Linked DNA regions of Oryctolagus cuniculus: region 1 is linked to region 2. The links are chromatin contacts, called in public Hi-C maps. All regions are on one chromosome and are shown on one strand. The core of a region is the stretch at or near the end of the contact, and the rest is flanking DNA. Distances in the headings are between cores, read along the strand shown.

Region 1 (5,594 bases), core at 1,342-3,841, 110 kb before region 2:
TGGCTTCCTTAGGATGATACACAGAGAAGTGTTTGGGACATGTGGTTTTCTCTTTGCCGTCAGTAAATTCCATGTACAGTATAATACCAGCACATAACATTTTCTTTCTTTTTCCCTTCCTTTTTAAGACATTGGAAGAAGAGTTTGCCAGGAAACTCCAGGAACAGGAAGTGTTCTTTAAAATGACTGGAGAGTCTGAATGCCTTAACCCGTCAACACAGAGCCGAATTTCTAAATTCTATCCCATTCCTAGCTTGCATTCCACTGGATCGTAACAGTGGGAGGACTTCTGTGGTCTGGGTGGCTTTTTAAATATGTCCTTGTATTCTCTTCATCTTCTGCCATGGAGACAATCACCTGCCTCACCTTCTAGAGGGTTTTGTTTTGTGTTTTGTTTTGTTTTGTTTCACGAAAAGATGAAGGGAAAGTGAACTAAGACAGGTGCTGGGCCATGTTGGCAAAGTGCATCTTATGTAGTATTTCCCTAAGGTGACTTTGTATATTATTCTTAAAAATTGTGTTCTTCAGACACTGTTACCTGCAAAATTGTTAGAGAAATAATGTTTAAATTTGTTTTTTAAAAACCTGTTACATTACTAAGTATTGTTAATAAATATCTTTTTACTTGATCTGAATTCTCAATGATGCCTACATTCTGTGGTTGAAACTGTGCTGTAAGGAGTTAGAGTAATTTTCATTTGGTGAATCAGCACTCATAAAACTATATAAGTTGCTCAGAATATGCTGTTGATTCAGTAAATAAATATATTTTTTCTTTAAATAGAGTCTTTTTGAAGGAAAGTTACTTCAGTAATTTGTTGAAAATAATTGCCTGTTTAGGCATGAGCTAATTAATGACTGAGGGTGCTAGTTTTATTAAAGATAGTGCCTGTAGGACTAAATTCCAGTCAATAGGATTTTCTTTTTGATCAGTAGGGACAAAACACCCTTAGTATTAAGCTTTATTGTTTTTAAATGATCTATTATTTGATAAATATTTTCATCCTGAAATATATGTTATACTAAGTTTGGAAAAGCAGAAAAATAGCTTTTAGATTTGAAATTGGAAATGTAAAATTCACAAAATTAAAAGTAATATAGATTTGGTTGTCCCAGTTTATTTCTTAATACATCAACTGGTTAGAAAACTTGTCTCCATCATAGCAAATTTTGTTATATTTCAAACTGTCAGAAGCCTGTAGGTTCTGAGTTATATTTATAAATATATTTTATGAAGTTAATCTTAAAAGAGACATTTGTTCACAATACTTTTCAAACAGGATTTAAATATTAAGACAAATATTAGAAATGACTTTTTCTTATTTTGAAATGAAGTTTTATTTTATTCCATGATTAAATTATTTACTTTGATTTACGTGGGAAAGGCCTGAAACCTTTATCATGTGGTTGCTGATATGTGTAATTATTAATGAAATTTCATTCTTAGTTCCTTTTGAGGCTTAGAATTTCAGTGTGTCAGGTCAAACAGTATTATAGTCTGTACTGGGGTGCAGGAGAGAGAGCACATTTGTCAGTGGTGCTTGCTGCCTGCCATTTGCAGCCTATTCTCTTTTAAGAGTAGTAGGTACCAAATTGTAAAAGTTTGAGTTTTTAGTTATATTACTTCTGAGGCTGGTGAAAAATTTAAATGTAATGTTCTGGGAACACTGATTTGATATTAAGAAAATGTATATGTCTGTAGCACTTTCTTTCAGTTAATTTGAAAACTTTGGATGCTGAACCTTATTTTGGTGGTTTAGATGATTTAAAAATGCATGTATGATTTTAACTTTGTAATTGTTTTGACAAGTAAAATTACTTGGACAACTTTGTAGGTAGCCTTAACTTCTGGCCAAGTTTGTTTTTTATATAAATATATATATATACATATATATATTATGTATGTTGTAAATTCATACACTTATCACATGAATGTGTTGCTGTAAACAAAACTCTTAATGCTTTATTCTCAAATGCTGGGTTGAAAATTGTTTTGAAAGCCTTTTAAAATATATATCTTTATAAAGTAATATTCAGGATTATGATGGAAATTGTTTATATTGTTATGATAAAAATGATTGTATAATGTTGCCCAGTGTATTTAATGATTATTTGAAGAGGGAGAGGGGAGGAAGGTTCTCATACTACTTTCTCCTTTGAAATTTTCAGTTTATTGGCTTTTAAAAAATGAATACTTCAGGCAATGAGCATTTTTTCAATATCATTTAAATATCCTGTACTAAATAGTTTATGGCACATTATTAATTTGGTCTGAATATTTGATTCTAATCCTTCCGACTTGACATTCAGAGTGTTGAATCAAGGAGAGAGGCTCAGAGAGGAACAGTTAAACACTTGGGGTAAGTTTATCAGCAACTCTCGCACCTCCCTTAGAACCGCCCTTTGGATTCAGTGTTTGTGCTTGAGTTCTCTTTCAAATATGACCATGTGGGTGTAGGACATGCAGAGGTGAATCATTCATTTAATGCTTAAAGTTATATAAATCTTTTCAAAAAGTGTTTTCTTATGGAATGTGCTGTTTGTATCCATGCCCTCCCACCTCGTACACAGCCCTGTATTCAATAGGTAATAACGATCTTTCCTGCATGAAGTGAGGGTGAGGAAGCCGCTACGCGTGCAGCCAGATCCATTCCTCATTTGGGTGGTTGTTGCTGGGGGAGAATGTGCTGTGACGTGTGCAAAAGAAATTCTCAGTCTGTGCACCCTAGACAGTAGCCTCCCCTCGTTTCCCTGAGGGCTGTGAACACGCAAGGCCTCTGCTCTTCTGCAGGTCTTCCTCCTAGAGCCCAGGGCACCACACTGCCTTTACTCGTCCTGTCAGCCCACAGGGTATGAATTACTGAATTAGCTGCTATTCTGTGTGGAGTCACATTAAGCTTTTTCTTACCCTTTCTTATAGGAAACTGGAGGGTGGGAAAGAAAAATTCAGAGTGCTTTCATTTTGTTCAAACAATTAGAACCTTCCTATGACAGGATCTAACAAATCATTATTAAATACAAACCAGAACCAGAGCTACCTCTACTCTAGTGTTTCCTCAAGCACAAAGCTCTCAGGCATTAATGAGACCCTCGTCTCTGATTTCTTGAGCATCAGCAAGCTCCAGAAGTGATTGTTTTTTGTAGTCTTCTGGTCCCCTTGTAAGTACACACTTTCCCCTGTTCCACACTGTGCTGAAATGACAAGGATTCTTCTGAGAAGCCAAATTCTGTCCAGGCATGAGCTAGAGATGCTGTTGAGTAAAGGAAAACCTAGAACTGAAGGGAAGAAGAGAATTCTGTGCTAATAGTCTTTTGATTCAATAAATCAGTTCTTTTCTGCAAAATGATCTTTTCTAGGAAATGGGATGGTATTTGTAAATGCTTTTCTCAAGTTGAGGGCATAACAATTAATTCCTCCGTTGTTGCTGTTCTGTGGCTGATGATGGTTTTGAAAAGCTTTCACCTTTCTGCTCCTAAGCTTGGGATAGAGTGTTTTTTACCAGTTTTTAAGTGTTGGCTGCAGCTTTTTGTGATCCTCTGATTTGCAGTGTTGTAAGTTCACAAACTAAATTTTCAGAAAGAATTTTGTTCCAGGTCATGCCTCTTGTCTCTTTGGGATCAACATGTCTTTTCAATCATGAGATTGGCAAATAAAAAATAAAGTTATTTCTTAATATATTTTGGGAAGCATTTTTTTGTTGTTGTTGAGAATCTTTGGAACCGGATTGTCTTGTATGAGAACACTTTGCTACTTTTTGGGGTCCTAGTTGCATTTTCAAACTTGCCATCATCCAGGTCTCCTAACCCTTCCCAACTTACCAGTGTTCCTAGCTGTCTGTAGTTGTAACCAACTGTGTGACTACCACACTCACAAATCTCACAAATGTAGTTTTCTATGATAGTGGGGGGTGGGGGGTGGGAGGCAGGTGAGGTTTTTCCAGAGGTCAAAACACTTCCATCAGTGTATATATACATCCACATTTCCCCTCCTCTTTCCTCCCTTGGGATAGATTTTCCTTCATGGAAAGCAGTTACACAGATGATATGATGTCACTTCTGCTCAAATAACCTCTTTTTATCATTGATACACAAGATTCAGCAGGCTCTGGACAGCATCATTTGGCAAGTGTTCAGTGTGGTTGGAGGGAGGCGTAGCATGTCACTTTCTAATCTAGGAGTATTGTGCACCATTGAGCTCATTCTTGTCTTTTTTTTAAAAAAAAAAAAGATGAAACAAAAGGGGCTCAGATCCAGTGCGATCCAGCTGAGAGCATACCTCATATCTGCCCGCCCTTGTTCTGGGTTTTGTCCAGGGAAGACTGCAGATTTGGAGTCCTACCCTATTTCTCTTGGGCAAAGAACTCTGAAGACTTTTGAGTATCTTAGTAAGATACAGTCATAATCACAAGGGGAAAGCTAGTCTGATTCATCAAGGTAAGAATCATTAAGAGGGAATATGAGGGTGGCGTTTGGCCTAGCTAGTAAGTCCCACATTGGAGTACCTGGGTTTGATTCCGAGCTCTGGCTCCTGACTCCAGCTTCTTGCTAACGCAGCCCTGGAAGGCAGCAGGTGATGGCTCAAGTAGTTGGGTCTCAGCCTCCCACATGAGAGTTCTAGATTGAGGGCCTGGTTTCTGGCTTCGGCCCCAGCCCAGCCCTGGCTATTGTGGGTATTTGGAGAGTGAACAAGCAGTTGAGAGATCTCTCCTGCATTTCAAATAAGCTTTTTTAAAAGAAATATTTATTTGAGAGGCAGAGTTAGAGCCTCTAACTCAATGGCCAGAGCTGGGCTAATCTAAAGCCAGGAGCTTCTTCCAGGTCTCCCATATGGTTGCAGGTGCCCAAGCACTTGGACCTCTGATCATCTTCCACTGCTTTCCCAGGCTGTAAGCAGAAAACTGGATTGGAAGAGGAGCAGCCGGGACGTGAACAGGCACCCATGAGGGATGCCAGTGCAGCAGAGGGAGGCTAAACCTACCATGCCACAGCACCAGCCCCAATATAAACTTTTAAAAAGGGAGCAGTTCTGGCCGGCGCTGTGGCTCAATAGGCTAATCCTCCGCCTGCAGTGCCGGCAACCCGGGTTCTAGTCCTGGTCGGGGCGCCAGATTCTGTCCCGGTTGCCCCTCTTCCAGGCCAGCTCTCTGCTAAGGCCCGGGAGTGTAGTGGAGGATGGCCCAAGTGCTTAGGCCCTGCACCCCATGGGAGACCAGGAGAAGCACCTGGCTCCTGGCTTTGATCAGCCGGCTGCAGCACGCTGGCTGCAGCGGCCATTGGAGGGTGAACCAACGGTAAAGGAAGACCTTTCTTTCTGTCTCTCACTGTCTACTCTGCCTGTCAAAAAAAAAAAAAAAAAAGCAGTTCTAATACTTGAGCCCCTGAAGCTACTTTAGAAAAAAAAACATTTACTTACTTTCATTTTATTTGAAAGGCAGAGAGAGAGATTCCATTCACTTGCTCACACCTGAAATGCCCACACCAGCCAGACAACAGCCAGGGCTGGGTCAGGTCGAAGCCAGAAGCCTGGTGCTGCCTTGGTCTCCCACATGGGTGGTAGGGGCCCAAGTATTGGAGCCGTCACCTGCCGCCTCCCC
Region 2 (5,429 bases), core at 235-2,734:
ACTCTGCCTTTCAAAATACATAAATAATAAATATTTTTTAAAAAAGTATAGGAGCTATATTGTAGATTTCTTACACCAAACTGAAAGCAGAAGGTGAGTTTCTAATTTGATATGTGATCAGAGTAAGTAAAATACAAACATATTTATGAGGATTGAGGGTATATCCTAACAACTCATCAAATTCAGAGATGTAGGTCAACAAAGGCACATTTCTGAAACACAAGTTCTTTTGAGTATTTGTTCTGAAATTCTTCTAAAATCTGGCCCAATAGCCCCATTTTGATGTACCAGTTCACATAACAAAGCAAGTCAGAACATCTGCAAGGCAAGCTGTTGTTTTGCTTTATGCAGCCAGCAAAAACACAGCCCTCGGTTAGGTTGTAATGATAAAAGCAGCTGGTTTTAGGGACTCATAAAAACAACTCACCCTTATGCCTCGAGGAATAGAGAACATGCAGAGTCTGCATTGTGCTGCCAGTGTCAGGACAAATCATTCTGTTCTGTTTTGCAGTGAGACTAATTGGTGCCAGTGGATAAGTGAAGGGAGAAATAATTGCACAGACTTGAGACCTGTAGCTTGGGGGGATGAATAACTGTATCACAACAGCATGAGTTCTTGCTTTCACTTTGTACATTTATATAATTTTTAAAGATTTTTATTTATTTGAAAGAGTTAGAGAGAGAAGGAGAAGCAGAGAGAGAGAGAGGGCGAGAGCGAGTTCTTCCATCTGCTGGTTCACTCCCCAATTGCCAATTGGCTGCAATGGTCAGAGCTGCACCGGTCGGAAGCCAGGAGCCAGGAGCTCCTTCCAGGTCTCCCAAGTGGTGCAGGGGCCCAAGGACTTGGGCCATCTTCCACTGCTTTTCCAGGCCACAGCAGACAGCTGGATCTGCAGTGGAGTGTCCGGGACTCGAACCAGTGCCCATATGGGATGCCGGCATTGCAGACAGCGGCTTTACCCATACGCCACAGTACCAGCCCCTATTTATATAATTTTTGAAAAATTTAGAGGTATAACATACTATAAATTATATGTGCAAGTTTTCTACTTATGGTTTAAATCGTGTGGGATCTTACAGATCACGGCATCTTTATTTTTTAAATCTCTGTTTTGGGGGGCAGAGTTAAGTAAAGGGATGAAAGTTCACGTAACGCAGTCCTTTAAATCAGTTTGGGGATGGTTAATTAATGCATTTGCACGTATGAAAGAACAGTGAGCGCTTCTTAGTTACCTGGCACTGCTGTGGCTGCCTCTCCTGAGCTCCCATTTAATCCTCCAGTCTCTAGGAGGCAGGAATTGTCCCGATTTTCAGATCAGGAAACCGAGGCACACGGACACCACAGTAGAAAGCACACAGAATACAGCGCCGGGATGTGGAGTTCGACAATGTGACTTGGGCGGTTACGTCCGCTAATCACTGCATTAGATTGTCTTTGGGCTCTTTATTTATACTTGGCTTGCTTAGGATTCAAATTTCCTTTTGGCTATTTCCGGGCCATTTTTATCACGTCGTTGAGACGGTGTCACCGTTTACAACGGCCCTTCCGTAAGAGGACTGAGCGCACCGCCCGGACACTTCCCGGATTCCACGTGAGTCAGAAGTCGCTCAGCGCCGCGCCGGCTCGGCTGCCCCACCCGGAGCGGCGGGCGCCGTTGCCTAGCAACAGCCGCGCCACACCGGAAGCCGAGGGGGTTTTCGGCCTGCGCTCGGCCGCGGCCACTTCTGTCTGAAGCGTCGGAGTTCTGGATAGGGCATTGCGCTTCCTGTACTGCGCCACAAGTGGCGCTGGCCTTCCTCTCCCTTCATATTTGAATTTAAAAAAACTTGGAAAACCGAGTTTGTGGCAGCAGAGGGCTAGGGATCCGCTCGGCCGACTGTGTCGGCACCCCTGGGTCGATTTCTCTCAAGCCTGTTCCCCAAGGGCTGGAACCCAACGCTGCTCTTCCGTGGTCTTGAGAGTTGTGACTTGAGTTCCTAGCCAGCCGGGCGGCGTTCGGCCCCGCCACGTCTGAAAACAGTCTTTGCTGAGGTGAGCGCAGACCAGACGGGCTGGAGCCTGGAGAACGGAAGCTGGGGACACAAGCGAGCGCACTTCACAGACGCACAGAAACAAGGAAGCGGGAAGGGCCGCCGCGGACGCCAGCGCGCCCCCTCAGGATCCATGAGTTACTCCCGAAGCTCTCAGCCCGACTCCGGAGCCAGACCGGACGCCGGGCGGGGCGAGGCAGCGCGTTCCCGTCAACCTTGCCAATCACGCGACTCGGCCCCGCCCCGCCACATGACCTTCCCTGGCGGAAGCTCGCGGTCGCGCGCTCTAGGGGTCTCCGGACACGCGGATTCGCGCGCATCAATCTAGCCAATCAGGAGTCTCTTCCGCTCCCGTGCGGCCCCGCCCCTTGGAGCTGCATCGGCTGACGGCCGCGGCTCCGCGCGGTGTTTGAATGCTGTGGGGTTGGCGGAGGGCGGTAGCGTGCTTCGGCCCAGGGGGGTGTCTGAGTGCTGGGCTTCGGGGGCTTGCTGAAAAGCCAGGTAGAGGTTCCTTTCCGCAGTCGGGGGCCCTCGACCCTCCCTCAGGCCTGGGGTGTCTGGAGGGCCGGCGGGCTCCCTGCATGGGGGAAAGGGGAGTGGCCGCCTCTCTGGTTCTACCCCACCGAGTTGGAAGGGACAGCTTCAGTCGACTTCCCTCTTCAGTGTCTGTTCGCTTTTACTCTGAAAGTGCAGACAGGCGTGATTTTTTTTTTTCTTTATATTTTCTTGTTTCTTAACGCCTGGTTCTAGTCAAGCGGCTTTTAGGGTTCGGGATGATTGACAAGTTCAGGTCCGATTATGCCTTTTGAGCCCACTTAGGCCATGTCTCTTAATTATGAAGCTGTCACAACGAAAGAATCACTATCTAAAGTTGTTATTCTCCCTTGCCCCCGTAATGGAGACTTGGAAGATACTTCATGGCTAACAAGTCTCGTTTCTATGAGATACTAGTAGGTTAATTTGTCATGAAAAAACTAGTTGTCCTTGTGTGGGAAGGTAAGTGAAAAACTCCAAAAATAGCGAGAATTAACTAACAAATTAGAAGAAAAAACAAAAAACAAAAAACTGCTGGCCCAATAAAGAAATACTTGGATAAAAATGGAGGACTTTAGAAAGGTATGGTTATTTTGAGTCCCATTTCATAATTACTTTTTCTGGTTCTAGAGGTAACCCAAGATTTCATTTTCAAGATGGAAAGCCCATCAGACTCAGCGGTGATTGCACCTAGCACCCCACAGGCCTGTGCGAATCCGCCATCTTCCCTTGCAAGGAGCTCAGGAAAACAAGTACGGAGATCTTATTCAGTCTTAAGTATCGGCGGGGTTTAACTCCAAAGATTGTTCATTAACGTGCAGATATTTTGTTAAATAGTCATTTAGTTTCTTCTAAGATACAGTGTGTGACCAGCCCCTTCCAGATTTGCATACTGAGCCAATTCATTTAGTTTCGGATTAGATTATTGCAACACTCCAAAGTGAGGAAGTCTGGATCTGCGGTATTATCACGGTGAAGGACTTTGGTGGCAGTGGGTCTTTCCTCAGTCTGCTATCCTATAGCATCTGGTGTAGCAGGAGGTATGGGCTAGATGCTGAGAGAAGTTTGATTATTGGGATGACTTTAGAAGGGTGTTGACCTGGCTGAGGTAGAGAGGAAAATTAATGGAACTTCTGGAAATTAAAGACATTTTGTGATGGTTACTTTAGATATGTGGAGACAGAAAGCCCCCTAGTGGTGTCTACTATAGAAATGTAAGGCTTTTATTTCTAGCACATTTCTTTACATGAAGACTTGGTTAACATTTTTAATATTTTGTTCTCCTTTCAGCCTATGAGTGCAACACTTAGAGAAAGATTAAGGAAAACAAGATTTTCATTTAATTCCTGTTACAGTGTGGTAAAACGTCTTAAAGTTGACAATGAAGAAAATGATCAGAACTTGTCAGAGAAGCCACCCTCTGCCACAGAAGAAAACTGTTTGGAATTTCAAGAAAGTTTTAAACGCATAGACAGTGAACTTGAAGAAAGTACGCATTTGAAAAATACATTCCAGAACGTCAGTGCATGTGAAGCTACCTCACTTGATACAGGGTCATGCAGTGTTCTCCAAAATGACTTCATGAAGGAGAATCTTCCTATACAAGGACTGAAGGAAGAAAGAGCAAAATTGGTGAAGCAGGTTCAGGAAAAAGAGGACCTTCTTCGGAGGCTAAAATTAGTCAAAATGTATAGATCGAAGGTAAGAGGAATTTTTAACAATTTTTTTTAAGATTTATTTTATTTATTTGAAAGAGTTACAGAGAGGTAGAGACAGAGAGAGAAAGGTCTGCCATTGCTGGTTCACTCCCCAGATGTCCGCAACGGCCAGAGCTGCGCCAATCCGAAACCAGGAGCCAGGAGCTTCCTTGGGGTCTCCCACGTGGGTGCAGGGGTCCAAGGACCCGGGCCATCCTCTACCACTACCCCAGGCCACAGCAGGGAGCTGGATCAGAAGAGGAGTAGCCGGGACTAGAACCGGCGCCCATAAGGGATGCTGGCACTTCAGGCCAGGGCTTTAACCCTTGTGCCACAGCACCTGCCCCCAATTTTTTGTTTTTACATACATTTCAGGAAAGTAATTTCAGAAGTAGAAATCCATCTTCAGGGGCCAGTGTTGTGGCACAGCGTGTTGAGCCACTGCTTTCAATGCTTGCATCCCATATTGGAGCCAGGTTTGAGTTGTGGCTGCTTTGCTTCTGATCTGGCTCCCTGATAATGTTCCAGTGAAGTAAGTAGATGTCCCAAGTACTTGTGCCCATGCAGCCCATGTGGGAGACTCAGATGTATTTCTGGGCTCCTGGCTTAAGACTGGACCAGCCCTGGCTATTGTAGCCATCTGGGGAGTGAACCAGTGGTTGAGAGATTTCCTCTCTCTCTTTCCCCCTCTCTATTCCTCTGGTTTCAAAACAAATACATCTTTTAAAAATCCAATTTTTACGTATCTTAGCATAGTGAGCAGCATGTCACATATCCAGAAACCTGGCTTCCTTTAACTATTAAGTCAAATATAAATCACAGAAGAGGCTCCTCTAAACAAAAGATAAAACTTGTTAAAGGTCCCAGTTCATACCACATATGCACTTTAAACTTTTCTTTCTAGTTTGCAGCCCACAGCAATATTAGAAGTATCAAATCTTAGATGCAAATACAATGGGGACAGGAATGACAGCTTACAGTGAATGAAGGAAGCTAAAAATGGGGTGGGCGTTGTAGCACAGATTAAGCTACCGCCTTCAACATCACAGCCCATGTTTGAGTGCCTGATTTGAATCCTGGCTACTTTGTGCTTTCCATCTAGTGTTCTGCTGGTGCTCCTGGGAAGCAGCAGATGAGAGCCCAAGTGCTTGGGTTCCTGCCACCTAC

The links. Hi-C and Micro-C count contacts between places; a contact is called where the count stands out from the background.
Region 1: a Hi-C map of an unstated tissue shows a contact between it and region 2, with 2.9 times the contacts expected there. The contact joins the enhancer-like site here to the promoter of SFR1 in region 2. A contact is called at or near these places in 3 of 6 Hi-C or Micro-C datasets (ear pinna, skin fibroblasts and an unstated tissue).

What each region holds. Positions count from the first base shown.
Region 1 is chr15:26,002,443-26,008,036 of mOryCun1.1, reverse strand. SLK (STE20 like kinase) reads left to right here. Exons shown (of 19, transcript XM_002718721.5): 19 at 129-3,678. The coding sequence ends at 275. Among named protein-coding and RNA genes, the nearest start is that of COL17A1, 53 kb to the right of the region's middle. Within about 2 kb of position 2,591, at least 1 of the 8 cell types and tissues checked has an H3K27ac peak or open chromatin away from gene starts, as enhancers often do.
Region 2 is chr15:25,894,619-25,900,047 of mOryCun1.1, reverse strand. SFR1 (SWI5 dependent homologous recombination repair protein 1) reads left to right here and starts at 1,484. Exons shown (of 4, transcript XM_008270482.4): 1 at 1,484-2,032; 2 at 3,196-3,317; 3 at 3,856-4,266. The coding sequence starts at 3,222.